Regions from separate parts of the Mus musculus genome. Here region 2 is linked to region 1. The links are chromatin contacts, called in public HiChIP or PLAC-seq maps. All regions are on one chromosome and are shown on one strand. Each heading gives the region's core, a stretch centred on a gene start, on an enhancer-like site or on the middle of the called end of the contact. The rest is flanking DNA. Distances are from core to core; before and after follow the strand shown.

The links. HiChIP or PLAC-seq counts read pairs in DNA pulled down with a chosen protein or histone mark.
Region 2: a contact with region 1 is called in a FOXA1 HiChIP or PLAC-seq map of pancreatic cancer cells. The contact joins two enhancer-like sites. A contact is called at or near these places in 1 of 484 Hi-C or Micro-C datasets (nephron progenitors) and 3 of 115 datasets of contacts at active chromatin or transcription factors (bone marrow-derived macrophages, fibro-adipogenic progenitors and pancreatic cancer cells).

What each region holds. Positions count from the first base shown.
Region 1 is chr13:6,005,331-6,012,943 of GRCm38.p6, forward strand. Gm46401 (a long non-coding RNA gene) reads left to right here. Exons shown (of 6, transcript XR_001780857.1): 5 at 2,131-2,241. Among named protein-coding and RNA genes, the nearest start is that of Gm46401, 93 kb to the left of the region's middle. Within about 2 kb of position 4,576, at least 36 of the 459 cell types and tissues checked have an H3K27ac peak or open chromatin away from gene starts, as enhancers often do. A contact at or near this core is called in pancreatic cancer cells, where this site is marked.
Region 2 is chr13:6,251,067-6,258,679 of GRCm38.p6, forward strand. No RefSeq gene overlaps it. Among named protein-coding and RNA genes, the nearest start is that of Gm35615, 35 kb to the right of the region's middle. Within about 2 kb of position 4,420, at least 31 of the 459 cell types and tissues checked have an H3K27ac peak or open chromatin away from gene starts, as enhancers often do. A contact at or near this core is called in pancreatic cancer cells, where this site is marked.

The DNA.
Region 1 (7,613 bases), core at 3,326-5,825:
TAACTTTAACTGTTTTTTTATTTAGCTCTCTTTTTTTTTTAATTAGGTATTTTCTTCATTTACATTTCAAATGCTATCCCAAAAGTCCCCCATACCCTTAAGCTCAATATCAACATCAAGGACCTCCCTTGATCAGATCAGTCTGCACTTTACTGAGTCAGGATCTTTCTACTGAACCATAGCCTACCAATCAGCTAGCCTATCTACCTTGGGAATCCCTTGTCTCTGCATTCCTATTTCAGGGATTATAGGATACCTACATAGCTTTTATGTGGGGTTTTGGAGACTCAAACTCTGGTCTTCGTACTTGCATGAAAAGTGCTATATCCACTGAGATCTCTGTACACTCTAACTTCATCCATACCTTTCTACTATCACATATCGCACACATATCCATATATATTATATATGATATATATATATGGTATCTTTCTGTACCTTTTAAAAAATTTCTCCTTACAATATTTCCTCTAATTCGTTTATGTTGTCATGAATAACAACATTTTCTTCCTTTTAATAGTGACCATGTGTGTGTATGTGTGTGTGTGTGTGTGTGTGTGTGTGTGTGTGTGTGTGCGCGCGCGCATGTGTATAGTGATTTATTTATCATGTATCAGTTGATAAACACTTTACTTTCGTAATTCAGCTAATCTGATTTGTGCTGTGATGAACATGGACATTCAGCTCTCTCTCCAGATTGGCTGGGTGTGTAGTTTTACCTATGGTGTGACTAGGGAAAGGCACACTGCCAAGCTCTGCTGGTACTTGGCAACACTCAGTGATTTCCAGATGGCTAGATGGAGGGTCTTGATTTCTTGGTATCTATAGCTAGTAGCTTCTTTCAAGTGCTTGCCATGTAGCAGACAAAGCATAGCAGCTTCCTTCATCAAAGCCCACGAGAGTAAGACTTTTCTAACAGGACAAGCTCCAGTCTTTAAAAGTACAATTCTAGACCTGGAAGCATCCATTCCTTTTTAGCTTTTTTCCATATTCTGAGGGTTATAAAGGCTTACCTATAGGTGCTTGGGAGGAGAAAGGAAAATTACACAAGGATTAAGCAACCATGGGCTGTCCTAGCAAGTTTGTCCTTTCCTTCATTTTCTGACTCATGGGATAGAAATAAATCTTCCCCAGCTACTCAGAACGAATTCCAAGACATTCTCATCTATATCTCATATAACTTTTAACAAATTTAGCCAACACTACCTTTGAAGGTGTCTAACCTCTGGCCACTCTCCCTCATTCACCCAAGCTCCACCATTTAGCATCTATCTGGACTCCCCATCCGACCACCTTCCAATTCTGCCCTTACCCTTTGGAGTACCATCAAAACAGCAGGCAGAATAATCATATATAAATGATTATTTATATAATCTGGTGACAAGCCAGAAATGATGGCTCACATCTGTGTTCCTGGCATCTGGGAGTCTGAGGCAGGAAGTTTGCCATGAGTTCAATGCTAGTCTAGCTACATACTAAGTTCAAAGCCATCTAGACTACAGAATAAGAGCCTGTCCTAAAAATATAAACCACAGGAGATGTCTCGGTGGGTAAGAGAATTTGCTACACGGCAAGAAGACCCGAATTCAAACCACCACCAAGCATATGAAAGCTGCATCTGTACTTGTAATTGTCACATCACAAGAGGCAAGCAGGAGGTTCTCTGGCTACTAGCTCAAATCCTAGTTCAGTGCTATGCTCTCTTTTAAGGGGATGAGGCAGAGAGGGATAGAGTTATCTTCTGCCTTTGGCATGTTCAAGGCTATATATACCTGCATACATACACTATACACACAACACATAAAAATAAAGTCGATTACATAATGGTCCATGCTGTATAAATCCTTCTATGGCTTCCATTCAGAGTCCCTACATACCTATGAGATATGGATCCCCCATGAACCTCTAGCTCTGCTTCCCTCTCCTGTACTCACTAAATTCCCATCTTCTCTTATCATTTCAGTGGCTCTTTCTCCTGTCAAAGTTTTGTTTATATGTTCTCTCTGCATGGAATCTTCTACCCATTTATCCCAGCTCTTGACTCTGAGTCTTCCAGCTGTATGTGGACTTGCCTGATCATCCTATTTATGATCTGATACCCTATCCCTCTTCTCTTCTGTTTCCCAACAGTTCCATCAATTTCCAGTGCAAGTGATGTTTTGACTCTTTCTTCTTTTCCTCAAGATACAGGCAGTACAACAGAACTCATCTGTTCACAGTCCTGGCATAACCTAGCATCGAGTAGGTGCCAAACAGCTATTTATTCATTAAACTATGTGAAATGCATCAGTTTTGTGAATTGCAGGTTGGGCTTTGTGTGTGTGTGTGTGAAAATAATATCTTTACCTGATAGCCATGCAATCAATTTGTAGCAATTTCCTTCAATATTAAAACATTCCATCCTTCAGAAAAGCTCCTTAATCCAGAAAGTAAACAACTCGAAACTGCTTCAGGAAGTTCCTGAAACTGACCAGATTCAGTAGTCTACTCCTTCTCTAGAGTAAACAATGAAAACTTCTGATAGTCATTATCCAACAATGCAAGTTGGAAAGAATCATCAAAGACCAGAACAGCTTTCTAGAAGAATCAGAAACTAGCAGAGCTGTATGGAAAATGGTTAGACCAACTTAGTCACTTGGAAAAGACACTTTCCAACATTTGGAGCTGCCTGATGGCTGTGCAATGTGTTCCAGGTGCTCAGGTTTTGCCAACTCTCATTCATCCTAGGGTGGACTCTGATGATGCAGCAGTTTTGAGTCTGCTACTATAAGTAACCCCTAGCCCATATTTCTGTAAGTAACCCCAATAAAACTCATTAATTCACCAAGTTTGACTTGAGTGATAGCCATAATTTGGTCTTTTGTGGCTTCCTATCTGAGGCAAGTATACATGTACATTGAGTCTCTCCAGGAAAAGTACATTACATAACACTTAGACTTTTGAAATGGCAAATTGTCTCACAGTGCACATAATTCTTAGACAAAATGTCTCACAGTGGAAGTTAGTCTCTATTATGAGGAATGTGGTTGATCATCACACACATCATCATATATCACTGAAATATTTTAAAACTTATTTCAGTATCATGGAGCATTACACCTCTACAGCCTCATATATTCCAATACTGCCCTCATTTAATAAAATCTTTCTTTTAAAATAAATTTTAATTAATTTCTTATAATATTACTTTCTCCTTTCCCTTCTCCTTCCTCCCTCCCAAACCATTCTATGTCCTCTCCCTTCAATGCCTCTCATATACACCACTCCCTCTCAAATTGACAGCCTCTTTTACTTTGATTATTATTGCTACATATATATGTTTACACACACACACACACACACACACACACATATATATACATATATATGTGCAGCATTCTATAAATGTAACCCATTGAGTCCATTTGGTGTTGCTTGTATGAATATGGTTTTAGGGGTGACCACTTTGTATTAGAAAACCAATTAGGATGCTCATTCCTGGGAGAGGCTAATTCTCCTCCACCCAGAGGTCATCAGCTGCCTATAGTTCTCTGGCTAGGAAAACATTTAAGGCCCATGGTACTCTCAGAAGAGAGAATAGAAAGATGAAGGGCCAAAGAACCTGGAAGTTGGCTATGAGATTATGTTTCCTAGAAAGAAAAGAGAAATTACTGCCAGGATACCTGAACACTATGACTTCCCAAACAAGATTTGAATGATACCCATGCCAAAAGACAAGCTAATGTGGAAAAAGGAACCCTCTTTTCAGTGTTCTTCTTTTATTTTTGAAATTATAATAAAATTACATCATTTCTTTTCATTTAAAACAAATATTTGGAAATATAGTCCTGCTAAATAGCGTAATCTAGCCTTGAACTTTCCTGCTGACACTCTTTGAGAGTCATTCTCCAGAATGTCTTAAATTTCAGGCCTATGCTTCCAGACTTGCCTCAGATGTAATTTCTCTCTCTGCTACACACTTAGCTTAGTTTATTATTTTTCTTTTGTGATAGCAGTAGCTGAATACTTGCTGACAGTAGTCTTCTCTCCATTCCACACACCTTTATTATATCAACTAAAATGAGCATTTGATAAAGGAGTTTGAGTTTTCTGTATCCTTCATGAGCCCATCAACATGGTCAGTGGATTCACAAACCCCTACATCTGACTTTGTAATAACCCCAGTTAGTTACTCATTTAGCACATTCTGCCTTATAATTCAAGACCCACTCAGGTGTGATCTATGCCAGTTTTTCAGGCCAGATTTTACTTTCCTAAAGATGTTTTTCTGGCTCTCTGTTTTTATAAGCCGTGTGCTCTATCACCATGGGAGTTCAACAGGGAGTGTAATTAAATGAGTCACACTTTGTAATGTGTCTGCAAGTGATAAGCACTATTGAAATTGTTTAAAAATCAAATTAAAAGGACTACACATTCCCAATCTATGTAGTGTATCCTCGGGTCCTAGCCTAAAGTGGCAATCAATGAACAAGACTAAATGAATGGGGGAAACTGACAAGATGCAGATTAGCTGCAACAAGGAGGAGAAATCATTGCATGAGTCATAGCAACCTGACTAATGAAACAGATCTGGGTCCCCACCCTTCAGGCCATATCCAGAAATAGATGCCAGGGTGCCTGCTGGCACCAGAGAAGGAACTTGTATTTGTTACAATTGCTGTGACAAAGAACTGGACAGAAGCAACCCAACAGAGGAGGGGCTCCTTTGGCCCATAATTGCAGAGGCTTCAGACCAACAAGCTGGGCAGACATGGAGGTGAGAATGAGCTGGTTCTTGGTAGCAGAAATGTATAGCTGCAGTTTCTTACATGGGCTGGTCAGGAAGCAGAGCCTGGACCAGAAGCAGAATTTGACTACCATCAAGATTTTCCATCCCCCGTGACCGATGTTCCCCCAGCTAAGACTATGTCCAAATATTTCTAGTGCCTTCAATAGAGCACTATCATCTGAGCACTGAATGGTCATACCATAAGCCCTCTGGGGACATTTCACCTACAATTCCTAACAAACGTCTTAATTTAAAAAAAAAAATGACACCCTGAAATATTCTGCACTTACTCTGTGGAGAAGCGAACCTGGAGATCAGAGTTAGATGGTAGAAGAGGCCATGCTAAGGGGTTATAGAGCAAGTGAAGCAATCCTGCCAAAGGAGGTGTTCTGAGTACTGGTCTCCAAGTTTTCCAAACAAGCTTGCTCTATGGTGGTAGAGAAGTGTAGAAGGCACTGGTCCAGTTGGAGAACCTGGTGCAGTTCCTCAGTGCAGTTGTAAAAGGAAGCTTCTAAGAAGCTCTGATAATTGACCTTAGCAGGCTAAGTTATACACCTGCCATCCCCCTCGACTCAATTCATTTGCCTATCTCATTATTTGTGCTTTCCCCGGCCTTATTGAAATCACAATTATTTGTGAATTAGTTGGATCCGAGGTAATAAGGTTTTCTCCGGTATCTTTAATTATATGTAAAAGTGGCAAGATAATTCCTTCATTTAGCATAAGACAAAGGGGATTAATTAAACATGAAAAAGAGAGAGAGGGAGACACAGAAGTCAGATATGGGAAGGGTTTCTTGTATTCAGCATTAGGAATCTCAAGAGCATGAGGAGGAGGGAATTACCATCTGTGAGTCTTTGAAAGGTTTCTGTTTGTACTTAGCTGGCCTTGTCCATCTTTCCATCCTGTGGGCACAGGCTGTGGAAAAACCATTTAAGGACTCCATACTGGCCAACTTTTCCAGTTATAGGATGCTCAAAACTCAAAACTATGTCTGTGAGTTGACTTCATAGCACTTTCTAAGACTCCAGAGCCACAGGATGAAAAAGAGAATGAATTTTTGCAAACTACCCTCAATAGGCATGCTGTGGCATGTTTGCACCTGTTTACACACAAATAAAATAAAGAAATGTAAAAAACTGTTATTTTCTCAGCTGAATATGTTTTCCAATGGGGCTTCAAATTTTCAACAATCTTCTAATGGACTTTTTATGAGAGTAATGGTCAGAAAAACCTAGTGCCAGAAAAAACACATCAATTTTCACAAAGCATTCTGTCTTTATTTTTATTGATTAAGTTAGTGGTATAGACTTATGGGACATCACATAATATTATGGTACAGGTGTAATGACCAAACCGAGGCTACCAGCACATTTATCACATTTATCATTTGACATCTCCCATGATGAGAACATGTAAAAAATACAACATTGAAGCACAAAGTATACAACACTTGCTGCATTTATTACACACTGTGTGACAGAACTCAAAAGCTCTAATATTCGCAGGATGGATAATAAATTATAGGTGCTTTGTTGCAAGTAGAATTCAGAGCTAAATAAGCATAGTAAAGGAAGTCTTAACACAGTTTTGCTATGGTCTAGAAAACATGCATTTCTACTACCATCTCTCTTCCTAGAGAGCTAATCAGCCAGCCACATAGAGATAGAAAATAAATAGATGAATACAGAGAAATGGATACTTCTATATACAAATAAGTATATGTAAAGAGACAGGTATACACAGATAACTGTATGTAAACAATTTTTTCTAAAGGTGAGAGGCATGAAGGAATCAATATATGTGTTTATAAATAGGTATGTACATATGCATACGCACACATGTGTGGCTATTGCACACGTGTGTATGCATATTATTCAATAACTATCTTTGCTAGATTGGAGTATTTGGTATGTTAAGATCCATTGTTTTAGTTATATATGAATTTATGGAAGAGGAATTATCAGAGTCTATTAAATATCATTGGATAAAAGGGAAGAGGGGTTATAGGGGAATCAAACAAAAAAAGAGAGAGAGAGTATTTGCTTTTTCCAAAAGCAAATACTGAAGGTTGATGCTTGGTTCCTGCCTCATTTCATCTCCCATTTCTATCTGAAAGATTTACAGAATCCCTGAGATTTCAAAGTCGTGTTCTGCACTTGCAGTCTTTAAAGGAGAGAAAGAATTCTCACTAGGAAATAAAATGGCTAACAGTGATAAATAGGGAAGAAATGTTCTTGGATTTTAGTATTGTCAAAAGTTTTCAAAAGGAGCCTGAATTCTTGGAATAAGAATGTATAATCAGAACACCCATCCCGTGACTCAGGATTGTCAGAGCAAAAGCAAATACAGTCACAATGTCCTCTCAGGTTGCCAAAACACATAGACAATCATCAAGAAGTTGGCACTATCAACAGTGAAGGGAAATACTCCAAACATATGCACTTTAAAACAAAATCAAGGAGAGATCTTTTAAGTAGAGTATTTTAATGTAATAATGTTAACAGGAAAAAATTAAAAATAATAATGTGTAGCAAAGGCATCTACAGTTATGGGGTTGGGAAGGTGCCCTGTGTGTTAAAATGTTTGCTATGCAGGTATGAGGACCTGAGTTCAAATCTATACACATGTGTAAATATATGAACACAACAATGTAGGTCTGTAATCAGCATCCCAGCATAAGGTAAGTGACAGGAAAGTCCTGGGGTTTCTCTGGTCAGCCAGTTTATGCTGGATTGGTAAATCGCAGATTTAGTGGTAGACCCTATCTCAAAAAATAAGGTAGAGAACAACTACGTCAGATGCCCAATTTCTCATCCCCCCAACAACAACAACAACACACATA
Region 2 (7,613 bases), core at 3,170-5,669, 250 kb after region 1:
TATCTGAAGGCATTACGTACACACACACACACACACAAAATAAGGGAGCAAAACACCACAGAGCAGCTTCTGCTTCTATTGCCATCCGGACTCCTCCCCCACTGTGTTATGAGAAACATCAGGGTCTCCACATTCTGAATGGTGCTCACAGGAAGTTGCTTTGTTTAGAACACAAAAATCACTCATGGTCCAGCTGCTTTCCCTGCTGGACAAAAAATGCTTCAGAGATGATGTAATGAAATGTATTTGAATAAAGTCCTTATACTGGTGGGAACTATTTTAAACTGAAAGGAAAGAATTTCTCTTCAGTGATGATCTCTTGCTCCTCTGAATGCACTTGAAGAATTCTTCTATATCTACTGTTTTTACAACAACTGAACCCTGCAACCTAGCAGGATTGAATTTAGTCCAATGATATAAAATGCAATTATGCATGGCTCTGGGGGAGCCTTCTCACCCTGTCATTCTTCCACACCATCAACACTGAACTGTGATTTGCTGGAATATTTGGTTTTATGCCATTGTAGATTGCTCTCCTTAGCTGTGGAATTTCTGGATTCATTTATTATTTATAAATAGTGCTATGTGTTCTGCCTAGAAGTGCTCATTGTACTTGGGTGGCTTGGGAGTCCTCTCTGGTGAAGTCAGTCTTTGATTTCATCAGGTAGTACTCCCATCCTAGACTAAATACACTTAGCAACAGGTCAATTCGATAATCTCTTATATGGTATCACCCAAAACAGTGACATATATTTACTTCACTTTCCCAGATCCATTCTTTAGCCAGTTACTTAATTTTCTCACCATCATTAACCTTCTATGTAGTAATGTTATGCAAGAATATAATTCTTATCTATTTATTTGTATGAATATGAATCCTATCACACAAAGAGCAGCATAAGAAAATAAATATGGAGCACTTTGACCAATGCACTGAACAAAATTCATACCTGTCATTCTCCCTTTCTGTCTCTGTCTCTGTCTCTGTCTCTCACTGTCTCTCTCTCTCTCTCTCTCTCTCTCTCTCTCACACACACACACACACACACACACATACATACAGAAGGTGCATAGAACGCAAGTCCCAGGAGTGTCTCTAATCTAATTCAACACTAAAAGCCCACTACTAAAGTATGTGGCCAGCACACAGGATGCAAGGCTTCCTGTGTGCACTTTCCACCACATCCCTGTATCTAGTTTGTCAAGGAAGAAGCTGTGTGGAAGATAAGTATCCATCACTGTTATCTGAGGTCTTATCTCTAGCAGGCAAAAGGTGCAGTCGGTCTGTGGTTCCTAATGAGTAGCTCTAACTTAAGGGGCCAATCTTTATCTACTAAGTCAAGTACTCTGAAAATGTACCTGATGCCAGAATCCTCTCTTAACAAACTATCTACGTGATTCCTTTAGAGTCACAAGCTGAGTATAGGAATACCCACTGAAATTTTTAACTTCTTGTGTTGCAGAACAAAGAACTGGACCAGGAGCACACAGACAGTGACTAAAACAATTTATTAAGAATGAAGAAATCAGCCCCAAAGAAAGGGGAGGGCTAGAGAACTGGGTCTGGTCCAATGCTCAAATCCTGGGTCTTTCCTTTCCAACAGAAACACATACCAGGATTTTCTATGTCAGTAAGTAGAACTTACTTTTCATGACATGTGTACATTGCTTTCTTTGGGATTGCATCCCTTGTCTCTTATACAGAGCCCTGATGGGACAAGTTTCTGCAAAGTGGTTCCTTTCGCACATTAACCTTGATACTTTTCTTCTATCTATGCTTTACACTCTTGCTTCAACCAGGAGAAACTGTAAGGTTCTGGAAAGAAAGAACTAAAATTACTTTCAGCAAGAAACTTCCTAATAGGAGTCCCAGAACTAAATGATATTTAAACATGACTAGATATTCTAAGAACTAGAGCCACTGTTAACTCTTTCTCTTTTTGAAAAAGAAAAAATACGACTCTTAGCACCAAGAAGTAGAAATGTAGGTTCAGTGGAACATCAGCATAAAACAAGCAAACAACAACAACAAAAACAAAGAAAAAAAAGTTATACGTAGGTTTCCATGGAAGCTCTTATTCTGGTGGTTTGGGTTGTTAAGAATGATACATAAACTGCTTCATTCTTGAGTCTTCATGGACCATTATGGTTTCAATGTAAATGTTTCTCACAAGCACATGTGTGTGAACAATTGCTCTACAGCTAGGAGCAGTGCTGTCATGAGAAATTGGGAAGCTGTGGAATCTATTTTCTGATTACAGGAAATAGATTACCTGGGAAGGGAGGCTCAGGCCTTGAGAATAACAGCTAAACCCCTTTCTATTAAAAATATTTATATTTATGAGTCATGTGATATACAAGCACATGGTTTTAGCTCTCTCTTTCTACCATGTAGCAGTCAACCATGATATTTTCCCCACCATGATACCACCTCAAAAAATTAGCACAAATCAGTATCACCTTCCTTCAGCTGCTTATCTTCCAATATTTCCTATTTATTGAATGGTTGTTCAAATACATGTATAAATCCTGACTCTTTTGTTCATCTCATTATTGCCAGTTAATCTCCAGGCCTCTAAACCTTTGAAGTTCACATATTGAAGGAAAGGTTTTCTTTGAACAGAAGTTGTGTGCCTTGGGCTGTTAATCTGAATTATGTTTACACCAATATGCCTTTTGATACGTTAATTGGGGGATACTCATGTGTAGGAGGTTTAGGAATAACACTTCTCTGTAAGGAGAGTGAAGGAACTAGAAATCTATAAGAAGCATTTCATCTTGGGCTAGGGACTTGGCTCAGACTCGAAAAGCTCTTACTGTGTAAGCCTTGTGGCCTGAATTCAATCTCTGGAACCCATAGAAAAAATGGAAGCACAGAATCAACTTCACAAAGATGTCCTTTAACCTTCAAATACACACCAGGGCATGGGCACTACATACTAACACTGTACACACAATGTTAATAAGAAGCAATTCATCTCATCTCCTTAATAACTTGCAAAAGAGATATTGACCACATTGTCTTGTTAATGAGGGAGAAAGTGGAGAGAAAGCAGATTCAAGCTATTGACAATAAGGAGTAGACCTAGATTCCCATCCAGAGAAGAAGGTAACTGAGGTAGAGAGTTTGATGTACAGGAAGGCATGAGAAAGAGATTGATGTTGAGGCTAATAGGCAGAGGAAACAAAATTGCTGTGGTGTCCATGAGACAGGTGAGCTGTCCAGTGCAAATGGCAGACTCCAAGCTAGATGAAATAAGTAGGATTACAACTTCATTTTTTAGAGCCTGTGAAACTTCTAGAAGGTCACCAAACCCAAGAAAAGTGTTGCTTTCCTTCTCTTCATGATTTGAATGCAAACTGCCTCCAATGGGTGCATGTGATTGGTCCTCAGTGGGTGATGCTCCTTGACAGACTGTGGATCCTCTGGGTGCTGTTCCTATCTGGTAAGCACAAGACATTAAAGGTGATACTTTGATTCTTGCTTCACCATGTTTGAAGTACTCTGCTCTCCATTCCCACATCCATTGAACTAGTTTTCCATGCCTTCCTGCCAATGATGAACTTCCTCTCTGAAACCATGAGCCAAAATAAATCTTTTTGACCCTTAAGTTGCTTTTGTATAGTTTTGTAGTCAGAGGAATGAGAAAAATAACCAATGTATTTATTTGTAGAAATTGGATAAAGTTAGGAGCCTGAGTTTGTATTTAGACTGAGGTACAATGACACGTGTAATGTTCTAAGTATAATGTGACTCCCTAACACATTCCTGTCTTCTCAGTGAGCTCTCAGCAGGCCTGTCACACAGAGTCCACAATCAGCAACAAGCAGGATGCACTCCATCAGTGAGACTGTGGAGGTATTTACAAATCTGACAGCCAAAGAACAAACACCAAGAGGTCATAGACATTCCTCAAGATGGATCTTCCAGCTCTTTTAGTTCAGGCCTACGAGTTCTCAGGATTTGAGGATACAAGAGGCATGATGTCTGCTTTCCCCCAAGGGGTTGATTTTTCTATAAAGAGAAAACTATGAGGTTAGCACGCAATGTGTCGGCTTACTCATCTGCCAAGGGAGGCAAATTCTAGTGGGAGTTTTGCCCATAGGATTTCAATACACAATTTATGGGTAATGTCTTGTGAAAATAAATGAGTTACAGTTTATACACACATACACACACTACACACACAAACAAAAACCCCAATAACAACAACAACATAATGGTTTTAACAGGCCTCTTATCACCTGAAATGGTTCAAATTATCTATAGACAGAAGTATAAGGAGAGGTGAAATTGACATCTGATGACTGCGAATAAAACAACCATTTGTATGGTTCCTTTTAGATCTGTATGAGTTCATCCATCTGGCAATTCTGCCTTGGGAATGAGCCAGCTGGGTGAAAGGAAGAGGACTTAACTTCCTTGTCCTGCACCTCGGGATATCCCCACAATGTGACCTTGATCCTTTTCTCTACATGACTCAGCCATATGGGTTGAAATGCACTGCGTATAATTGTCTTTCCAGACCTTTCCCTTGCAGAGGCTCATACAAAGTCTTCAAGAAGGTTTGTCTTCAAACAGCGTTCAAGCACAGAGACACATCGCTACTACTATTGGCTACCCATGGTATTTCATCTAGCCATGGGAGCATTGAGAATAGTAGAAAGTAAGACCACAGGGATTTGACATTACTTTTTAATATAGAGTGTAGGATCCATCCCCTGATGGGAAATCTGAATACTCATCCAGTGACATCATCTGAGGAGTTGATTATATGTCACTTGAGAAATATCTCATGTCCTACCTATTTCCCAATATGTATAATTCCTCTAGTAGAATTACTCCTCTGCCTTGGACTACCTCCATAGCACTTAGGTTAAAGTCAATATAACCACACTACCATTGAGTCATGTCCTGCTTTCTATCCAACAAGATAAGAATAAGACTCCTGAAAGGCAGGAAATGAGGTAAGCAAGTATGTGTTAACCTTCACATTAGTTAACTGTTCTCATCATGACCAATATATGTCAGAAACAACTTTTCATAAAAATCTGTATGTGTGTGGTGCATGCACATTTGGAGAAAAGAGGTTGACATTGGTTATCTTTCTCTATCACTCATTACCTTATTTGAGGGAGTGGTAACAAAGTCTCTCACTGACCCTTGATCTGGATGTTTGGCTAAGCTTACTGAACAGTGAACTCCTGGAGTCCACTTGTCTCTGACTCCTAATTAGGTTGGAAATATGTGCTGCTATGCCTGGCCTTTCCATGGGTGATAGAGATCTAAATTCCAAGTCCTTATGTTTATATAGCAACCAAGCACTTTACCCACTGAGTCATCACTCCAGCCTGACATAAACAACCTAAAGTAAGGGTTTATTTTTGCTCAGGATTTCAGAGGACTCAAGCACTTCATAACAATGTGGCATGTGGCAAACGCTTTTTTACATGAGGGCTGTCACAGTTTTAATTGCCTAGTAGACATAATTTAGAATCACTTGAGAAGAGAGGTTCAATTAGAAATCTTCTAAATCTGTTTTCCTGTGGGCATGTCTATGAGGGTCTTAATTATTAATTAATATAGAAAGACCTAGTCTACAGTGGGTGGCACCATGCTATAGCCAGGAGGTTCTGTCTGTGTAAGTGTAGCAAGGGTGCTGAGCATGAAGAATCATGTTTACACTGATACTTTCTCTGCTCTTGAATGTGGATGGGATGTGATTAGCTATTTTAAATTCCTGCCACCTTGCCTTCTTTTTTATGATGGATTGTAACCAGGAACTGTGAACTAAATAAACTCTTTTTCCCCTAAGTGATTTTTTTTTTGGCTAGGTTATTGGTATAGCAACAAAAAAATTTGAGCTAGAACAATACCTAACCAAATAGTGGAGGAAATGAGATGAGAATCAAGGGTGGTGAGTATCTCCATAGTAACCTATTTCCACAACTCAGGTACCAATCTATAAAAACTTCTAGCCTTCAGCATGGTGCTACAAACATTGGATTACATGTTAAAATCTTGACCTCATGGGGAGAACATTACAGAGAAAAACCATCATAATGTCTCAGATACAAGGCAGATACAGGACCATTAACTAAATCAGAAGCACTTGAGAAACTTTGTCTTTTCTGCATATCACAGCATAGTAACATTCAGATAGGTTTGGATGACTCATTTTAGTTTTATGTACCAAAGTCAGAGCTATACCCTGTCCACCGCTGGAGTAGTGAGTGAGGAAGGTTGTGCTATACCAGAAATGCATGTCTGCTTATGGACAGTTCTACAAAGATGCCTTTCAGCCTTCATGTACAGTGTAAGGAGACAAGCTAGGGCAAGGCAAACATTCACGATCACCCACTCAATGGACTTGCCTTTCCCTAGAGCATACAAGACATAGTAAAGGCTTCTGTAGAACTCTGCATGACAGAAACATTTCCCAAAACTCATCCTCCGCCTTTTTGCAGAAAACCACAAAAATGTCCCATGAGACCCACTGAATATGAAAGTATTGAATACGAGAGAGAGAGAGAGAGAGAGAGAGAGAGAGAGAGAGAGAGAGAGAGAGAGAGAGAGGGAGGGAGGGAGGGAGGGAGGGAGGGAGGGAGGGAGGAAGGAAGGAAGGAAGGAAGGAAGGAAGGAAGGAAGGAAGGAAGGAAGGAAGGAAGATTATATGGTCATGCATATGGAAACCAGAAATGTTGTCTACATTCTTTAATATGAGGCCTATCATTCACCTGAGGCTCACTAATTAGGCTACCCTGGCTAGCCCTCAGGATCCACCTATCTCTGCTACATTAGCAAAGGGATTGCAAAAGCATGCCTTCACCATGCCCATAATTTTCATTTAGGTTCTGGCAATCCTACTTGGATCTCTGTGCTTATAAGGCAGCTGCTTTACTGATTGACCCACCTCCAGCCCCCTGGCCCAGGCTCTAATCAAACTTGTTAATATGTTGTCTAAGGTCTTTTCAGAAGTATGAGGTTTTGACCTGATGCTTTGTCATAGTCATGGCAGTGGAGCCATTTGGACATTAGTCAGAGTATATCCACTAAGATTACACACCACACACACACACACAAAGAAATTTATATATAATTTTAGCACCAAGTGCAGGATCCTGAGAAGTTTATGGAAAATATCTAATGGAAAATAATTTGTCCCTAATGATCCTCATCTCTTCTGTATAATCCTTTGTTATTTATTACAGTATTGAGAGTTGTCACTTTTGAGATTAGGTTATGATTAGGTTTTGCCTCCTTTTGTCTCTCCCTGGCTTTCTTCTATGCCTTATCTATTAGAGGATCCACTGGGTGAGGACAATAGGGTTGTCTCAGCTAACAGTCTAGATTTTACTAATTTAGACTGGAGATAAGTCTACCAATCCTGGAGAAACAATCCTGGCTATATCCATGGAAGGGAGCTCAGAAGCAGAGGACATTGAAGTAGAACTTTCCAACGAGAACTCCACCCTAATTGTGAGCCTCTAAGGAGCCCTGGGCCAGCTTGGCTCCACAAAGAGTCATGTTCTACAAAATATGTCAGATGATAAATGTGTGTTGTTTCAAGCTGCCAATACTGAGACAACATATTGCACAGTGGGAGATAACC